Linked DNA regions of Mus musculus: all the other regions are linked to region 3. Evidence: chromatin contacts called from public Hi-C and HiCAR-type data. All regions are on one chromosome and are shown on one strand. Each heading gives the region's core, a stretch centred on a gene start, on an enhancer-like site or on the middle of the called end of the contact. The rest is flanking DNA. Distances are from core to core; before and after follow the strand shown. Region 1 overlaps Npas3 (neuronal PAS domain protein 3). Region 2 overlaps Npas3 (neuronal PAS domain protein 3). Region 3 overlaps Npas3 (neuronal PAS domain protein 3). Region 4 overlaps Npas3 (neuronal PAS domain protein 3).

Region 1 (4,728 bases), core at 157-2,656, 310 kb before region 3:
TAAAGATTTAATGGTCATGTCTGTTATAAGCAGATAGCCTATTTATTCTGCCAGAGAAGGTTTGTGTATTTTAAAAGGTGCAATTAGAAAAACAAAACAAAAACAAAAACAAAAATATAAAGCAATGACAGTTTCCAAAACAAAATCGACTATTAAAAAATTCAATGTACCTACTGTCAAATGCAAATGTATACAAATGTTTTGATGTGACCATTGGTATTAAAATTATGGAGGAGATTAAATGTCTTACATACATACTTTATTGCATCAGTTAATTTATCAGTTTTATTCTTGAAATATAATTATAGATTATAGATTTTCTGAGTCCAGCAGTAGAGATTACTATGGAACAGTTCTATGCTTTAAATCACATTTGCTGGCTAAGAGAGTTTCTGAGGGGTGGGACTCTGCCTGTACCTCCTGGGGTGGTTCAGACTCAGGGTCTCAGGGTCTCAGGAGGCTGCAGTGCTCTCCTCTAATGAGGTTCAGTGGGTGTGGTGATTGACAGTCGTGCCTGCCTGTGGTTGTTCCTTGGTAGTCTCAATTCTTTACCTCCTAGGTCTCTCCACAGGCTTTCCAAGTGCCCTCAAAATGGCACTAGATTGGCATCAGAGTGAGCAAATGAAAGGGAGGGAAGAGAAAAGCAGGAAGGAGGAGGGAGGGGAGAGATGTAGGGAGGAGCTGGGGAGTGAGTGAGGAAGAGGGGGGAGATCCAAGTAGAAGCTGTGGTCCTTTGAAACTCCATCTTGGGCATCTTATAACATATTCTCTAGTCAGAGGCTGAGCCTGGTCTAGTGTGGGTGGAAGATGACAAAGCATACGGAGTGTGAATGGCTAAGAGGTAGAGATCACAGGGGACCATCTTCAAGACTGATTACCACAAGTGTGTCCTCAGAAGAAAATTGTGTTGATTAAACCCAAGGGTCTGGAGAAACACTGATCATACTGTACTCCACACACAAGATACATTAATACAAAAAGTCTGGGGCTCAGGAGATCCTTGTGGATAAATGCTTGCCTTGCACATGTGAGGGGTTTGGCTCTCCAGAACTGGTATAATGTCATGAGGGCATGGGATCTACCTGTACAGGGCAGACCCTGGATCCCAGGAGAATTCTGGGTTCCGTTGAAGGACCCTGTCTAAAAGTATATGATGGAGAGCTTTTGAGAAAGAAAGAATCCCAGTGTCAACCTTAGGCTTCCCCACACGGGAACACACACATGCACATATGTGTCCCCCCTGCCCAACACATACACATTCACACCACAATACACACACGCATACACGAAAAAGCTTAAACTATCATCCCACCCTCTACATGTATATTGCTTAGTGATTTTAAAAGTTGAATTGGCACATGCATATAGAATTTGTTGCATCAGACTGAAAAAGCAATTGTTAATGGGGGAAAACAAAGAGTTCTAAGCTCAAACGTCTGCTGTACCATGGCTGAAGCTCAGTGTTCCTATCTATATGTAACACAAGACAAAAGAATGCAGCTTAATCGTGTTATGAAAACTCTGGCCCGGTGGGGAAATTATGCACAGGGAGTTAGGATTATAGATGACTATGCAAATATTTACCTGTAGAAAACTTTCTAGAAAGATATATTTAAAAATTAATGTTCTGTTATGGTTCAGAAAAGAATACCAGGCACAGTAGCCCTATGTACTTAAATCTGGCTGAAAGCAGACCTTGGGGACAGGACCAGAAGATAGTGTAGTGAGGCTGAGGATTACATAGATTAATATTTCAATTGTATTTTATCTAATAATAATCCAAATATTTTGATCTCTATTGTTTTATGAGCGTATTTGGAATAGTAGGGACAAATTTATGTTTCCAAAACTAGGTTAGATAGAGACTAGGACATTAATAAAATGCTTTTAATGTCAAGGAAATTATAAACAAGAATCAGAAGCTGTTACTGGGCAAGCAGGTGAACTTGGGTTCTCCCTCCCACACGCTGGAGTTTGGTTAAATTAACACCTGTGGAGTGAGAGTTGTTGGAGGGAAGTGCAAGGTCGTTACCATTTTTGTTCTTGGCGCCTCTCATCCTTCTGTTAACCTCAAGCTCTGTGGCTTGGTTGATTTCCCAACCCAGACACCTGACGTACCATGTCCATTTTGTACAAACTCTCATGGTTTCCTTTCACTTCTGCAAATGGTTGTTTTTGCCGGATTTTTTCATTGCTAGTGAAAACATACATCCAGGCAGCTTCATGCAACTACAATGACTCCGTTGTAGTCAGGCCCTCTGAAACCAGGTGACACACACTGGGCAGCTTAAACAGTGTAGCTTTTGGGCCATCCTCAAGGCTGTGTGCCCCGGATGTAAGGACCAGCGAGACTGGCTCTTTCATAAGGCTACCTGGGAGATGCATTTTCATTATCTGTCTTCGTGTTTAGTGATGGGCTGATATTTTTCTTTGGTTCCTTGAGGTACCAAAATGACTACTTCCATGTTCACATGGCATTTATGTATATGAGGCTCCATTTGTCTGTTATATTTATGCATACATTTTTCCTTTGTATTAATATATAGTCCATATTGTTTAGGACCCCTGTCTCAATTAGGGTTTCATTGCTGTGAAGACACATCATGACCAAGGTGACTCTTCAAAGGACAAGATTTAATTGGGGCTGGCTTACAGGTTCAAAGGTCCAGTCCATTATCATCATGGCAGGAAGCATGACAGTATCCAGGCAGGCCTGGCACTGGAGGAGCTGAGAGTTCCACCTCTTGTTCCGAAGGCAGATAGGAGAAGGAAGACTGGCTCTCATATGTTTATGAGGATATGGTCTCATTGCCCACCACCTCAGCGACACACTTATTACAGGACCACACCTCCTAATAGTGCCACTCTCTGGCCCAAGCATTTTCAAACAATCACAACCCCAGTTAATAACTGCATTTTAACTGTATTCGAAAATGCTATTTCCAAATAACATTTGGAAAGCACTAGGAGGTTAGTGGTTCAGCCTATTTGAGGGGGGTTATGGGAGGGAGAAAGACTCAGTAGATAAACTCACCCTAAGACCAACACTCTTATCATCCCAGAAGTGACCACTTGCAGGGGTGTCCTATCCGCTGTGCCTCAGGTCAGTCGTGATGTGATGATAGCAGTTGCTGAAGTCTTCTTTTAATGAAATGAATATACACTTTCAGAATCAGTACTGGAGGTTACATGGATCAGTTTTCCAGGATAATATTTACTAAGAATGTCTCGTTTTGCAGAGGAAGGGAAATCACTTAGAAAGTAAGACTCCGGCAGGCAGACTGGAAGAAGGGGTGCCTTGTGAGATCTATGTTGGCCATAGATACTTTCCAGACACACTATGTCCTCAGTGACTCGCATGTATGTATGTATGTTTTTCTGGAATGTATTTTATTTCTTCTGCTTGTCCACAATGCAGTGGGATTCATGTCTCACTGTGAAGAACTCACGATGCTGCTTTTCAACCCATTTCAAACATTTCAGTCTGCATGGCATGTGCTGAGGTGTGCTCGGTGCTCATGAGTCTTTATGTGTTAGTGTCAGGCATCATCAGCAGGACTGATGGTTAGCCTGAGATATCCCATGTAGTAAAAACAGACAAACAAACATACAAAGAAAGAAAAAAATAAAAACAACTGCCTTTGTAAAATTGGCCCAAACTAAAGCTACTTCATACTTTCGTTTTAGAAACAGGCTTTTCTTGGTTAAAAAAAGTCATTTCTACTGTTATCTTTGAAGATTGGGATTCTAAAGATTAAGCACTAGCTTGCTTCTCTCTCTCTCTCTCTCTCTCTCTCTCTCTCTCTCTCTCTCTCTCTCTCTCTCTCTCTCCATACTTTCCCTACCTCTCTCCCACATCAAATCTCCACCTACTATCTTTCACGGTTTCTATGTATCTCTGTCTGACTGTCTCTGTCTCTCTTACATGCAAACACACACATGGCCCTTCCTGAAATCTGTCTACAGCATAAAAACAAAACAAAATTAAAAACAAACAAAACAGTTTAAATCCTTGTAGTCACAATTTTTTCTGTTTTAATTAAAGTATTCAACCCTGTAAGTACAGATGGTCACCAAAGTTCAAATGACCCACAGTAAATTCAGCCAGTTGCCCCACTTACCCCTAGCCTCCTTAAAACCCATGCTGTGTCTACTGTGGAAGTTGCCACAGGTCGAGGGAGAAATAGCACCCTGACACATCACAAAGCTTTCATATCTTTTCACTAACATGATTTAGAAAGGTCATAGGGAACTGTGAGTTGGGGAAGGAGAGTGACAGGAGTGTGACAGCAATGTTAACTCAGGGTGGCACAGAACACTTGAGCAAGATACCCACCCATTCAACTGAAACCAGTGATGTCCTGTGTGCCTTGTCTCTCTGGACAGTGCGCGTCCTCTCCTGAATGGTGTTGAGGACATTCTTGCAAATTAGTTTGATCAAACATTGCCCTCCTGCTTATATCTGAGGTAAGTGGACTTTGCTCGGGGTATGGAGTATGAGAGGGGTGATGGTTGGGACCCTTCTGTGATGTGGGGAAGAGGTTTTGAGAGTGTCCAGGATGGAGCAGACTCTAAAGCAAGCAGTCTCAGGATACGTTCATCTGTTCAAGACCTTTGCCTTGAGTTAATTGCAGAACCAGACATGGAGAAGAGTGGATGTTCTTTTATAAACAGCTTCAAACAAGTTTTCCCCCTCAATGACTTGTTATCCTTGCTGGGGATACCTGG
Region 2 (4,819 bases), core at 735-3,234, 450 kb after region 3:
CCAGAGGTCAAATTCTCCAAGTTCAAGCTCTCCTCTCTTAAATAGGTCCCAACCTGATTTCTTTGGCTGCAATGATGTCTGGTTAAGAAACCAAAGAAGGCATGATCATTGTGGTATTATATATCAAAAAAACTCCTGGGAACAACCCATCCCCCCTATTGATAATTCTAATTTCTTATGTATACTCTATTCACTCAGAGGACAATGCATTGTGTGCTAAATAATGAGCAGTAAGAACTGTTCCCTCTGTGTGTAGGGTTGGGTTACATAGAGATGCTTTCCATTCTCCGTTTGTTCCCATACTTGAGTTCCTGGTGTCAGTTTGTATTTGGCATCATGAACATATTAAGGTTTCCCTAGTGCGTATGATGTTATTGCCAAGAGCACACTTGCAGCAGTCTGCACTAGTCTTTGTGCCAATTACTTCAAAAAGTATTCCTGAAAATAAAAAAGGAGATGGGACTTTGTTGTTGTTGTTGTTATAGAGTGTGGTTTCGATTTTAATTTTTAGAATCGATCTTTCCCAAAAACGATGTCTCCTTTCAGCTCTGGGCTGTGCATCTCTGTGCCCCAAGCCTTGTTTTAAGCCTTGCTATAAAATGGAAATCCTGATAAAGACATAGAAATAGCAACGGAAATCAGCAAGACGGGGGAAAGTGCTGTCGCTGCTGACACTCCACCCTCATCTATTTAAACAGCTTCGGAAAAGAAACTGCTAGAAGCTGGTTAAGGAGTTTCCAAATGTGTGACTGTAAATGACTATCTCTAATCATGGCTGAATAAACCAAACGCAGCAAATGAGCTGGCGGCTCACACAGAAGGCCCGAGACTGTTGGAATTGCATCTGCTGAATGGATAATGACCCATGTCAGTGCATGGGTCTTTGGAAAGTTAAAGTCCTAAGTTTGATCAATTCGTTTATATATGTACACAGACAGAGAGGCTGACAGACATGTGTGTACATGTACACACACACACACGTATATATTTAGGAAAAGAATAGAGGAAAATGTCCTCTGACATTTCATCCTGAATTGGTAGGGAAAGCACTGGGCAAGTAATTACTGGGTTTGATCATTAAGGAGTGTTATATCTAAATTCGTGGAATACTGGAGTTTAAAACTGACCTACCTGTTTGCTTTAAACAACTTTAACTATCAAGCATAAACATTATTACTTATGTTTTTCCTTTAAGAGGAAAATTTAAAAACTCCTCCTCCTGAGGAGACTGCCCTCCACTGATGGTCAGCTTGGCTGTCAAGTCCATGTGGCTAACTCTTTTTAATTCTCTAACTTCTATAACTGAGGGAGAGAAGAGCTGGCGACACTCGGTATCTAAATCATCTCTTAACGTTTTCCTTTCTGGTCAAAACACACGCGTTATCATCCCATAGTTCTGTATGATGAAGGAGGGGCAGGACACGTGCCCTTTTGTGAGGCCACCTTCATGTTTCCTCTTGGCTGGGACTGCTGTCTTCATGCAGGGAGCACCTCTCGGCTGGCTTTGAACATTCATTGGCTTTGTTATAGTTTAGAACATCAATATAAAATTCTGCTAGCAAACTTGAGACAAAAATAAGAGATGCAGAATATGACTGGTTGTTGAACTCAGGAAATGTATGCCGAATGTAGCAAGGAGTTAATCGAGGGCCAGGAACATACCCTTGCCTTTGTTTCTAGCCAAACATAGAATTTATTAGATCTTTCCCAGTAAGCTATGAGCCTATGGGTTCCAAAGACAGTGTATCACATATCATAGCATCTCTCTCTGAGAAGTAGAGCAGGAGGAGGAAATAGGAAGCCAGTTTTCATCCCTTGCCTGGCATGAGACTTGTTCCAAATCTTCTTTGTTTCCCAACATGGTTGGAAGATACAATCGAAGCCTGTTATATTGAGAAGAACTGCCTCTCTGCCCTGTCAGTGGCGCTAAGCCACCAGGGGTTCTGGGGGGCCAGGAAGGGTGATGCCCATCCTCCACACCAACTGACAGGGGATGCGAAACTTGCCCTCTCCTACAGCACAATGGTGCTCTGTCCTTCTCTAGGAGACTTTAATATAGTAACTGAATCAGGTGAAATTTGATCAGATGTGTACAGCTCCGTCTTCTCACTTTGCCACATAACAATTTATAGAGGTGTTTCTACCATGGTCCTGTTTTATTAAATGATATTTGAAGTGTTCCACTCTCAGAGAAAATGTGGTTTATATCCTTGGCATACATTTACATAATCTCGTTAAGGAGATCTGGCAGCTTAGTTAAACTATCCCAATAAAAAATATATATATCTTATCTTTGGTAGAAGAAAGGCTGTTTTCTCCAGAGGGAACAAGAGGCAGATATGGGATCTGGGCCCATTTTGAGACCTTTGGCTCTAGTTATAGTTCTGTTTTCCATGTTATGTATTTGAACTTTGTTAAAAGAGATAGATGAGGAGTAACTTATGTTTGGAGGACCCAGTCATGTAAGGAGAGGATGCTCTATCTAATGTATATTAAATGTGGATTTTAAAAGGGAATTTTTACTTGTTGCCTTAGAAAATATTTCTATTAAAAAAAAAATAAAACAAGGGTGATGAATTACCAGCAATCTCTCAGCTCCCCCGCTGGAGCCATCAAATTAAGGGTTAACCTCCCAGGATCCCCTGAATTAATCAGGAGCTGAGCCAGCGGCAGGATGGGGAGGGGGAGGGGATTGGCAGAGCTCAGCCTCCCCCAGGAGGCTCCCAGCACAACAGAGCAGCCCACTGTGGTATAGCCACTGAGAAGGCAGACCCTTTCACAAAGAAAAAAGCAAGCACCGGAAGCCTGTCTCTAGCCCCCTCACACACACACTCCCCCCCACACACACCCCACCCCACATCCCACCCCTGCACCAGCTCAGGCCTCCTGCCTATCAGGTGCCAATCCTCCGTTGTCTGGGAACCAAAAAGCACTAGGTCTGACTATTTTTCAGTACAGAGTTCATTGTAAATACATGCTTTTCTTTTTTGGAAGTCAGGCTATGCGTGCCCCTGGGTGGCCTTTTTAGGCTCCATGGGCTCATCCAGCTCTCTGTGGAGAGAAGCCTTAGCTGGGTGGACAGTAAGGCCTGCCAACCTCTGCCATACCAAGCAGCAGGGAGAGCCAGTGCCCCGGACCTCCTGAGAGACAAAGAATCTAAAGTGGTAGAGATGGGGCCTGGGAATCCGCCTTCCTTACAAGCTTTCTTTTCTCGTGGCACATACAATTTTAAGAACCACTCATTCCAGAAGCTGTTTGGGCTGGTTGGTTTAAACAAAACCCCTGCTATCGCCATCAGTTACTTCATGGTTTCTAAAGAGCTCACTCTATGAGCTCTCCCTCTGCAACCTGGCCTTTGAATCACATTGGGTATCTGTGAGAAAGAGTACCGATGCCCATGCTCACACACATCTCTGTCCCAGTGGGTTACCCTTCAGGACCCGAGCACCTCTGGTGAGAACTGAAAGACTCCCTCTTCCTTCCCTTCGTGCTGCTATCTACAGCTTGAGATACCTTATAGCAGCAGCGTTCCAGCTGTGTCTGCTTCCTGCTTCCCTTCCGTGGCTCACAGTAATCAGATAAGCATCATACAGTACGCTCCTGTGGCATCAAACTTCCTCCTTACTCACCTCCATCCAAATCTGAAAGGATGTAGAAAACTAACACTCCCCACATAGTTATAGCCCTTCCCCTTGGCAAGACTGACTTCTGTCAGCATTCATCTCTCTTAAAGCGCTGCCCTCGTGCCCAGACTTCTTCTTCTCTTCCCCACTACTATTGAGCCCACCTGAAGCTCTCCCTACAATCTGTACCCAGTATCAATAACCCTGTGACTTTAAGGAAGACTCAGCATCCCCTGAGTTCACAGACACCCTTCATGCCTACCCAGTGACATTCCAGGACCACCTCTACTCTTGAACATCTTCCCTTGGCCCTGGAAGAGATCTGCCTTATATTTCCTCCCAGCCCATAGTTCATTTCCTCTGAGTCATCTCTGCACCGTCTTGCAGTGCATCTGCATCTCTGCACAGTCTTGCCACCTTCTTGAAAAGACAGTCATCTGCACTTGAAGTCCTACTGTAACTCGCATCAAATCCACAGTTTTAGTTTGAAAGTCTGCTTCTAAAACTAAACTCTGAGATCTTGCAAAGAGGAGGGGAAATGGCATCCTATAACCTGCCTCACCAAGAGTCTAAGGGTTCTGGGCTCTCTTCTCCATGCTGTAGGCTTCTTCTATAAAGAGATCTGGTTTCACCTAGGGCTCAGAGGGTAAGTTGTTGCTTAGCTGTTTTTCAGGCATTGTACAAGGACCTTGGTGGTAGAAGTTAGAGATATAGAAGATCTTCTCAAGTAGTTTCCAACCTATGAATATAGCCTCAATACTCAAAAGAACATTCCAGAAGAATTTGCATGCAATGATATCTACAAGGTCAATATTATTATGCTGATGAAAATTAAGTGGTTGTGCTCTGGGCTAGTTATTTTGGTTCCAAATACACGGCTAAGCTCTTATCTTTCTCAAGTTTGGGGCCACCTCAAAGCCCTCCTCATTTAAATAACCAGCTGACTATCCCTCTAAGCTACTGGTTTGATATAATCTATATTCTAAACCAGACTTCTACACAGGAAAGAAAAGAAACCAGAGTGCCAGAAGCAGCTTAGTTTTATGACAAATTTAGGCTCCCTTAAAGGACAAGTAAAAATCTCTTAAGATGTTCTAAACCCAGAGACGCCTATAGCCATGTCTGTCCCCTACCCGTTCTCATGCTCTACTGTGCTTTACATCCGGTGGCAAACAACATGAGCACTTCCATTTGAT
Region 3 (5,108 bases), core at 529-3,028:
AAAGCAGAATATTTAAACTGTATATTAAATGCATAAAAAAGAATGCCAAGCCTGAAATATAATGATACAAAATAGCCACATATCAAAAATGATATTCTTAGGATCTGTGCAAAACTGACTCCTGATTATTTTCATGCCTTTGCAAATAATATTTAATTAGTAAGATACTTTAGAACTTCCAACTATAAATAACATTTTTATCATAAACTGACCTACTGATATTAAATTGGTACAAAGCTCAAAATCAGTATTTAACATTTAATGGAATGAACAAACTAATTCTGCAATTTAACTCAACATTTGCAGTTCGAAGACTTGTACCCTAATGGTTTGTAATTAATTTTTCTGAAAATCATATTTATGATAGTCTGCAGATTTGAGGCTTTATCTAATACATAATGTTCATTTTGAGCCTTTAATTGCATTTAAATTAAAATTGGCTTAGCAGGAAGATGAATTGTGGGAATGCATCAAACCACCCAGCATGTCCTGAAGATGAGAGCCTGAAAATGCAATTTGGTGGAGATGTGCAGAATCATTTGGAGTTCATTAATTTTTATTGCACAGGTAGTTTTACTAAAGTAGGTTATTTTCTTTGAAATTTATATTTATGTTTATGTCAATAGCTGAATATTGTATTAGCCCTTACATCTATTAGAGTTTATTAACCTGGCCTAATAGAGGTTGTTCATATTGAGAGCATAGATAATTTGTGCTTGTCCCTTATTCAACATCGGTGAGAGTGGTACTGCACAGTGCATTTGGGGAGTATGGAGAGGAGGTACCAGCCACTGTAGAAGGGGGGAGACAAGCCTGTTTGGGTTCCAAGGTTTGTACCCAGCAGATGCGGTTTCTCAAAGATGGCACTCTCCCTCAGAGAGGCGGTGCTCCCTGCCACCCTGAGGCCTTCCAGGCTCACCAACCTTTGTCTCTGTGTGACAGATTTTTCTGACCTGGTCACTACACTGAAAGCTTATCGGCATGTAACTATTTGATGGCTAAATGGTGCCTGAGTTTCATCCAGTCAGTCTGGGAGTGGCTCCCTTAACTTACAGATTACTCTGTGGCTGTCCAATTTCATTATAATGTCATTTGACAATTAAGAGGGAAAAGAGGTTTTTGCATTGTCTAATGAATACAAATTGTCTGCAATTTGAAGATATAAAGAAATAAAAATTAACATTTGTCCTCTTTGCCAGAGAATTTACACTTGTGCAACTGATAGTATAAGTAGAGTAATTCCATTATCTAAATTCATTAAGCACATGTGCTTTTTTATTTTAGATCTTGTATACATTTTGTATATCTTTCTTATTAATAAAAGGATATTTTAGCATTTGCCATCCTGGGCTCATTTTTGCCTTTTATAGGCAGCATAACAAGAGGTAGGAGATGTTGAAGGATTAGCAAGGGCATGTGTGTGTGCGTGTGTGTGCGCTCGTGTGTGTGTGTGTGTGTGTGTGTGTGTGTGTGTGTGTGCACGTGCTTGTGTGCTGTCTTGCTTCATGAAAATCTTGAAAAAGTAGGCCCACTTCTCCATTCTGAAACTCTGCTGCAAGTTCAGTTGCTGGCCAAAGATGATAGAAGCCTTGATTCATTTACCACTCGCCAATCAGGACTTGACAGAGGTATTGCCTATTTTCTCATTTCTTCACTGAAGCATGCTGTTGTAGTTTAGTCCCTAATTACTCTCAGCCTGAGATGCTCCACATATCCCCATGGTGGTAATATTTCCCTGCCTGGGTGAGTCATTATGTTGTTTGGCAGACTGAAACCCCAGCCTTCCGGTGTTGGAACACTACCCCTCGTGTAGTGCCACATCCTTCCCTCAGTGCTGTCTGCTGTGGCACTCTGGCCCTGCTGCTGCGACATTTCAAGCTCTCCTCTACGCAATCACACTTGCCTGCCTTTTCTCTGACTGATTGGACCACTGCCAGTTCCCTCTTCATGGCCAAGGACAGGAGAATGGAAGGGGGGGTTGTCTGAATTGAACTGCTTAATGTCTAATGGACCAGTGCCTCTCTCCTGCTGAGAGAGGGGGCTTATTTGTTTGCTGGTTACAGGAAAGGTCAGGGAAATCCTTTTCAACAAAGGCCGTGACAGTGAGAATGTGCAATGTCATACATTACTGGTGTTTGAATAACTTAATACCTTGGGTGTGCCCTGCCCCCCACCACAAGAAAGCCAAATACTTTGGGATCCTTATTTCATTTTCATTATCCTCCAGATGGTGGAGACTGGAAGTGATGGGGCTTGGGTTCACACAATGGTTTTTACCAAATGCTTCGCAGGTACGCAGTCTGAAGAGTGTAGCGGAGTTTGGAAACGGGTACTGTTTTATAACTATTTAAAGTAACATACAGTATAGACACAGCCATACACACACACACACACACACACACACACACACACACACACACACACACGCGCGCGCGCGCGCGCACGCACCTTCAGGGAGAATATATCATCCGAGAGGAAATTGTCAATTTGTCACTTCTGATTTAATGACATCTTTCTTAAGTACTTTCCTAGGCCCCCTTTCATCTGTTTGCACTTGAAAAGAATAAACCCACAAATATCTCTTTCGCACAACATGTTTGAAAGGTTTTAACAGAAGCATTTTTTTTTAAGTTAGGATAAACATGGAAGCGCGTGCGGCAGTAGTTGCTCTGGCTGTGATGATGCGCAGGTTCACATTTGATAAAAATGTTCTCATTGGTGTACACCTGGCATTTTCTTTTATATCCTTGGTAAACAGTGCTAAGAATTGTGAAGTGGTTCCTTCGACGGAGAGAGATCAATTATAAAAGGAGAAATCACTGCAAGGAAAACACCCTCCAACTTGGATGAGCCAGCTGTCTCTCTAGGGGAAGTTTGGTGAGAAATTAACTGCCTAGCATAGATTCGAATAAAGCCATTGAGTCGACAATTTCTAGGAGTGCCTACATCTATTGAGATGTTTATTTAAACAAAGAAATCATCAAACAATAGTTAGGAGGAAGTTGGTTTTCTTTTCTTTCTCTTTCCTCTTTTCTGGAAAAATGAACTGAGGAGGCAGGAGAGGCTAGACCTCCGTGTCACGGTTCACCTGCCCTGGAGGTAGAGCGAGGAGCCTGGCAGCCTGCTCACTCAACTGTACTTGACTAAGCCGTCAGCCCCTCAGCTTTCACAAGCATTGAATATGTCAAAAATCTTTCAGGGAAAGTGTACGTTTTAACTGGGCTGTTTCTGGTTCCTATTTAATGTTGTTTAAGAAGCTTCAAGTGTGTTGATGACCAAGAGGCTCCGTGTGTGGGCTGTGTGGCCAGGCTGAGCTGGGGTAGGTGTGAGATTCCAAGCAATTAGGGTATGATATTTTCAGGCTCAGCACAGGTAATTCTTAGGTTCCTGAGAGGATTAGAGTGTTTTGTAAAATGGCCTGAAATTAACCCTTTCTTCTAATGGGCCATAATGGCCCAGTGAAGCAGTGAAGAGCAGACATTTTTTTTTTTCTCTGCTAGGCATAGTACCCACTTGAAAAGAAACAGCCATTCTGGCGAGTTTAACCGTTGATTTTCTTTAGCAGACTCTACGTTTACTGCCTAATTTTTGTAAATGGACTGCGAAATGCTTTACAAGAACAAATTATTACTGTGATTAACATGGTGATAATTATTTTCTGTGGCTCTGCCATCTCTTGGCACATTAAAGGCTAGCACACAGCTTTCTGCAGGGATGGGAGGAGTCATCTCCCTACAGAGGGAGGCAGACTCCTCGGCACCCAGTGTCCCTGCTGAGTCCCAGTAGTGTTTGATCCATGCAGAGCCATTGCCTGCACGCCTTGGCTATGATCCTGGTTGGTTTTGCTTTTACAGATACATGTTGAGCCACCCTAATCTGAAAACTTAAAATCTGGAAGGCTCCAAAGCCCAGAATTGGGTGTGGTCTGTCACTCAAGAGCTTTCTTTGGATTACAGAGCATTTGGGATATCAGTCTTTCTGCCTGAGATTGTTGTGAAATAGTGAAGTCTATATAAATACTCTAAAACTTAATTTAAAAAAATTCTCAAATCTGAAACTACAAATACTTTTGATCATAAGTATTTTAGAAGTGGTGTTCTACCTTTATGAGAATAATGAAAAAGATGTAGCCATAAAGATGTTTTGAAATATGACATTTGGGTTAGTTGGCCAGATCATTTAGCAAACAGGTAGAGAAGTAAGGAGTAATGTTCATGTCACACCGTCTGTGGGATTTAGAGATGTTAAATGATGTTTAAGAAAGGTCGTGCATTCTGGACATCTGGACCTCTGTCCTAAGTCTTTGCTGACGTCATTGGCTTCAAGCTAGCATCTTAAAAATTGTGTTTAAAAAACAATTTATCCTCAACAACAAATGTGTTCATATAAACTTATTTCCAGAGAATAGTGGGGGAATTTCCTGTATGAAAAGAGGGAAGGGGGAAGAAATTTGATTTTTAAAAAACAATTAAAGAGGAAGACAGACCCTCACATATTGAAGACCAGATTCTGTAGTCACAGAAGGTGGCAGAAATGCTAAGTGCTTTTCACAGTCAACATTCAAACAGATTATCAGATGGTATACTTCACCCTGTTGTTACTTTAAATGAAGTGACCATGAAATCAACAAATCTGCTGTCAGGTGCCTGTCACTAAGGTAGCTCTTCCTGTCACACAATGGCTCACATAGCAGGTAATGTGTTTTTAAGAATCAGTCCTGTGTCACCTCATCAAGTCCCTGTTAAAAAGATGAAATAAGACGGATGGTGTTATGTACCATGGAGTTGACTGAAATTCAACAGAAGGAAATATGCAGTCCAGGAAGAAATACATCCCTGAAAGCAACCTTGGCCGTGGCGAAGAGCTCTGTCTCACACAGCCCGAGGTGCTCCTGCTTGTGTTGCTAGGCTCACTAGACACTTTGGGGCCTTCATTTCATCTAGACTTCAGAGCAATTAAACCAAACATTTGAAACCAGGGATAAGGAATGGGTAACTTCAGTTTGTACCAACTAGCATAGATATTTCCTGTATAAAGCAGGCTTGGGCTCCTTAAACCACACTTCCTTTCCTTATTATTTATTGAGCTATATGGAGTGTCAGAGAATG
Region 4 (4,437 bases), core at 750-3,249, 470 kb after region 3:
GATTAGGGCCACATGAGCTCAGGAAAAGCTGTCAGATCCTGCCTCTGGCACAGCTGGAATGATCCAAATGATTTGCCAGTATGATTTTTTTTTCCAAGAAATAAGCTTCATCCCAAAGTTATAAATTTATATTCTGTAAGAAGTTAGAGCAAAAAGTATCCCTGATTCAGTATGAAAGAAGGCACTCTGGGAACTTCTTTTATATGAACTTAAAAACAAAAGGAAACTTAGGTAATATTTTGGTCAACATTTCATTCCCTCCTGAAACTACCATCAGATCTTCTCTGTGGATTCCAACGGTATATGGAGGTCCCGTTTAGAAAACACCAGCCCTTGAGTTGTCACTGAAGACCATGTGAAGATGGTGACCCTGGCAAATTCTGTTAAAGACCAGTCCAGGGAACAATTATGACCCAGAGACTGCTTGTCTTCAGTTGTGCACTATGACCTCTGAAACCTGTGCCATTCACCAGTGACCCAAGAACAGCCACAGTGCTGAGCGGAAGAAATCCTTGTGTTCAGTCCTTCACCTGGCCTCCTCTTCACATCAGAAGTCACCTGTCTGCCTCTTTGTCATTCAGGAATGTATTCTTGGCGAGGCATCCCTGAGCCTGGATTTAATGAAAGACTGAATTAATGTATTCATGGACCCTAATAAATTTGTATTTATCTTCTCAGCAAATGCCCTTTAAGCAGACCAAGCCCTCCTCCCTCGTTGTCTAAAGACAGCATTGCATCAGCTCTTTGTATTAGAAACGTGTTTATCTGAAAACTGTCAGGAAGGTTGGTGTTTTTAAGTGAGGAGCCGCATGGGGGGTGGAGTGGTCATTCTGTTGATTCTTTACATTCTAACTTGATCTTATTTGTTTCTTCGATTTAACCCTCTCAGTCTCTATATTCTAGAGTTGGTGTTTTCTGTTGTTTGTTGCCTGTTCTGGGTTCCACTCTGGTTCAGATTCTCCACCCAAGAAATGCCAGCCTTGCTCGCCAATTCAATTTTTTTTTTCACATGATTCTGCAAAAAGGTTTTTTTTTAGTCTTTTTGTCTTTGTTAAAAATACTAAAACCATTAGGAATCATCCTTTACTCTGCTTAGAAAGCACATAGAAAGAACTATGTCACCAACCAGATTGGAGTGTGGTGATTTCCTCTGCATAGACTTGCGCAAGCCACTGTCCTCAGGTAAAAGTCACCCAGGCCCAGCAGCTCTGAATGAGAGCACCCTGTGTTGCATGCCACGGCGGTTTAACAGGAGAGCCGTGTGGTACGCCTGGCAGTTCACCACTTTCTGCCTCCACTAGGAGTTTGGTAGCCTGGAAAGCCATGCATACAGAATGGCAGAACTTACTGTCACCAACAAAAGGAGGGCACAATGCTACCTGTGGAAGTCCACCACCAAGGGCAGGTGATGGCCCCCCAGCCTTCCAACGCCCTGCATTGGGTAGTAGCTTTAGAACAAAACTTGCCCCTGTGTGAAGCATTTATTAGGGCTTTTTCAAGCAACAGTGAAGACATAATTATTAAATTTTACAACCATTCATTTAACATATCGTGAGAAAAAAGGGGGGAGAATGGGAGAAAAACATGAAAGTCTGTCCACTATGGATGCAGAACGTAGGGGTTGATTAGTGGCCACTCTCAGATGAAGGAAGAGGTTCACCCGCCTGGAATGTTACTCTTTCCCACAGTGACTCCCTTTTTCCATCCACCCCCCCCCAAAAAAAAATCAAAATGTACTTCATGAAACTATTGTATATGAAGCACTTATTAGCCGTAATTAAATGGACAATATGAATTTACTACGTCTTTAGGACTCTGGCTTGTTCTGGTTTAGAGCAAGATGATTAATGCAAATACATATTACTTGAGATAACCATTTAGCAGCTAATTTAGCCAAATTTATTACAGCAGTTAGAGGTTTTTCATTTTAGCAGACGGAGACAAGGACATGCCAAAAGTGGGGCATGTAGACGAGTGCGCACTGCCCTCTAGTGGCCGGCAGGCTGGTGAGCTTTTGTGGGGGCGTGAGCAGTGGTCTCCACGTCCTGAAGCAGAGCCTTCCCTGCATACTCTCAAACCATTCCCCTCCATAGCACTTTATTTAGGGGGTGATTTACTACAGTTTCCCTTTTTACTAGCTCAGGAGAACCCAGATACAAATCAAATCTATTTCAACTTGGCAAGATTCTGGTTAGACTATCATTTTTAAACATCTGCATTTTAAAGCTCTCTTACAGTGGGTATTTAAAGGCACCGGTTCACATTCCTGATTGTTTTTACTTGTTCCATCATTTTGTGCCATATTTCAGCGTCTGGCTGGAGCTGTCACTCTGTTTGGCTCAAGTCAAGTCAGTGCTGTGCCTCTCTCTCTTAGGCCAGTGTCTCTCTCTGACTCAACCCGGGGATATATTTTGTTCCAACCTTCAGCTGTCTCACCACAATTTACCCTGGCTGACCAATGTAAATTTACTTCATCCAAGGACTATAAATTCTGTAGGACAAGATCAAAAGGAACGGATGGCTAAGGACACGGGTTTGATATTGCTCAGGCTGAAGGGAAGTGATCAAAGACGGGGGGGGGGGGGGGGAAGGCATCTTCAGAACCATTCAGATAACCAGAATCTCAAGGAGGGCAACTCGGAGGAGCTATGCATAAATCAGGCAGAGATTTGCCTTTCTTACCATCTGATGTTAAACCCACCGACAATATCCACACCACATTAGGTGTGCTCTGAGCCAAAAAGATTAGTAGCCCTTTTATTCTTCCTTTTCCACCACGGCTGCCCAGAAGGGAATATAGCCTCACTACAGATGCCAGGAACCCCAGCTAGGCAGCTGCTGCTCCAATGAGATGTTGATTTCATTTGTGCTAATAGCATCTTAAGTCAGGCATACGCTGGGCTCCCCAAGCTTTGGTCTCAGGTTGGGCAGAAATGAAAACCGTTCTATGCCCCATCTTAATACTACACCTTCTGTTTTGTTTTATCTCTCTTTACCCTACCCCAGTGCTGAATAAGGGTCAGTGTGTGACCAAGTACTACCGCTGGATGCAGAAGAATGGAGGCTACATCTGGATACAGTCTAGTGCCACCATAGCTATTAATGCGAAGAATGCAAATGAGAAGAACATCATCTGGGTGAATTATCTTCTTAGGTACCTTTTCCATTACATTTCTCTCTCGTTATAAACTGCATGCACTGAGGCTAATAGCCGGCAGGTCATGAGCACTGTCTTCGGACAGGGACAAGGACAGGCAGGGTGCTCTGCTTCCTGCAAGATTCAAAGAAATGGGAGATGATCAAAGCCCACTAAATCTCAGATTGTCAGTCTTTGGGCAGCCCTGTCCCCAGAGCTGCTCTCCTTCCTGGGACAAGTTCCACCCAGAGACATTTGCCTAAAGCTGCTGCATCCTAGAAATCATCTCCTTATGCCCCCACCTTTGCCCTTGCACTCTAGTCCCTGGGGAAGCAAACAGAGCCAGAGGGGAATAGCACGGACCCTTTGCTTCCTACGCATTCCATCGTTTTGATCTCCTCAACCTTCTGCACAGGTATTTGTTCTCTGGATACTCAAATTTTGGTAAGCAAGATGAGCCACTTTGCCAGAGCACTGGTAATCTCAGTGTAATTAAAATAATAATAATGACGACAACGACGACGATGATAGTAACTCCTTTGCCTGCCACTCTGGGCTTTTAGTCAAGTTTTATGTTTTTAAACTTTGTATCATAGCAGTCCAAATTCAACTGCTTCCTAAATGCTGGTACAAGGTACCTTTTCCTTCCCTTTCCTTAAGTCTGTTCTTCAACTGAGATTCCAACAAGCCGTAAAGTGACTGGATGGCTTGGGTTTGAGGGCAAGCCTTCAGGAACGTTCTCTACTGGTCTTGTCACAGAGCTATCACGGCACTTGGCTCCCGCCCACCACCGTAATTCCACTCTTAGGCCTCTGTTGTCCTAAAGGCACCAAGCAGGATCCACATGTGCACTGACTAGAAAACCTTCCAGTAGAGCTAATGAATGGAAGTTGGTGCCCTTTGGCTGATAATTTCGACAAAGGCTACCTGAGTCCCATTTCTCTTAGAGACAGCCGAATGGGGCTGGCCGCAGTGTTAACAAGCAGAACTCATCAGCACACCGGCCCTTCAGTGCTCTGCACACTTTGGTGATGGCTTGGAGGCATGAATGTGCTTGCTTTCTACACCATATCAATCAGACGCTAATGATTATTGCTCTAGAGAGGCCTTAATGGATGCCACTTACGAGGGTTTTCATCTATCTGCTTTCTTGTTTCCTTTTTTGACCTCTTCTGCTATCCTTTCTCTCTAAAGGTAAAAGTGTATGTGTTGTTTGTTTTGTTTTGTTTTGTTTTTTTGAGACAGTGTGTAGCCCTAGCTGTCCTGGAACTTACTTTGTAGACCAGGCTGGCCTCGAACTC

Evidence for each region. A called contact is a pair of places that touch in the nucleus more often than the background predicts. HiCAR-type assays count read pairs that join an accessible place to other places.
Region 1: a Hi-C map of the N1E-115 cell line shows a contact between it and region 3, with 2.9 times the contacts expected there. The contact joins two enhancer-like sites. A contact is called at or near these places in 2 of 484 Hi-C or Micro-C datasets (the N1E-115 cell line and stem cell-derived neural progenitor cells).
Region 2: a contact with region 3 is called in a HiCAR-type map of astrocytes, with 2.8 times the contacts expected there. The contact joins two enhancer-like sites. A contact is called at or near these places in 4 of 115 datasets of contacts at active chromatin or transcription factors (astrocytes, embryonic basal ganglia, embryonic stem cells and 1 more) and 1 of 9 other capture datasets (embryonic stem cells).
Region 4: a Hi-C map of the N1E-115 cell line shows a contact between it and region 3, with 4 times the contacts expected there. The contact joins two enhancer-like sites. A contact is called at or near these places in 4 of 484 Hi-C or Micro-C datasets (the N1E-115 cell line, cerebellar granule neurons, stem cell-derived neural stem cells and 1 more), 5 of 115 datasets of contacts at active chromatin or transcription factors (astrocytes, embryonic basal ganglia, embryonic stem cells and 2 more) and 1 of 9 other capture datasets (embryonic stem cells).

Annotation. Positions count from the first base shown.
Region 1 is chr12:53,275,510-53,280,237 of GRCm38.p6, forward strand. The region is part of intron 1 of Npas3 (neuronal PAS domain protein 3); the gene reads left to right. Gm51419 (a long non-coding RNA gene) reads left to right here. Exons shown (of 2, transcript XR_003950183.1): 1 at 1-4,728. Among named protein-coding and RNA genes, the nearest start is that of Gm51419, 25 kb to the left of the region's middle. Within about 2 kb of position 1,407, at least 2 of the 459 cell types and tissues checked have an H3K27ac peak or open chromatin away from gene starts, as enhancers often do. A contact at or near this core is called in the N1E-115 cell line, where this site is marked.
Region 2 is chr12:54,032,112-54,036,930 of GRCm38.p6, forward strand. The region is part of intron 7 of Npas3 (neuronal PAS domain protein 3); the gene reads left to right. Among named protein-coding and RNA genes, the nearest start is that of Gm35818, 110 kb to the right of the region's middle. Within about 2 kb of position 1,985, at least 36 of the 459 cell types and tissues checked have an H3K27ac peak or open chromatin away from gene starts, as enhancers often do. A contact at or near this core is called in astrocytes and oligodendrocyte precursor cells, where this site is marked.
Region 3 is chr12:53,586,008-53,591,115 of GRCm38.p6, forward strand. The region is part of intron 3 of Npas3 (neuronal PAS domain protein 3); the gene reads left to right. Among named protein-coding and RNA genes, the nearest start is that of Gm35614, 240 kb to the right of the region's middle. Within about 2 kb of position 1,779, at least 61 of the 459 cell types and tissues checked have an H3K27ac peak or open chromatin away from gene starts, as enhancers often do. A contact at or near this core is called in the N1E-115 cell line, astrocytes and oligodendrocyte precursor cells, where this site is marked.
Region 4 is chr12:54,058,977-54,063,413 of GRCm38.p6, forward strand. Npas3 (neuronal PAS domain protein 3) reads left to right here. Exons shown (of 12, transcript NM_001370962.1): 10 at 3,007-3,154. Among named protein-coding and RNA genes, the nearest start is that of Gm35818, 81 kb to the right of the region's middle. Within about 2 kb of position 2,000, at least 8 of the 459 cell types and tissues checked have an H3K27ac peak or open chromatin away from gene starts, as enhancers often do. A contact at or near this core is called in the N1E-115 cell line, where this site is marked.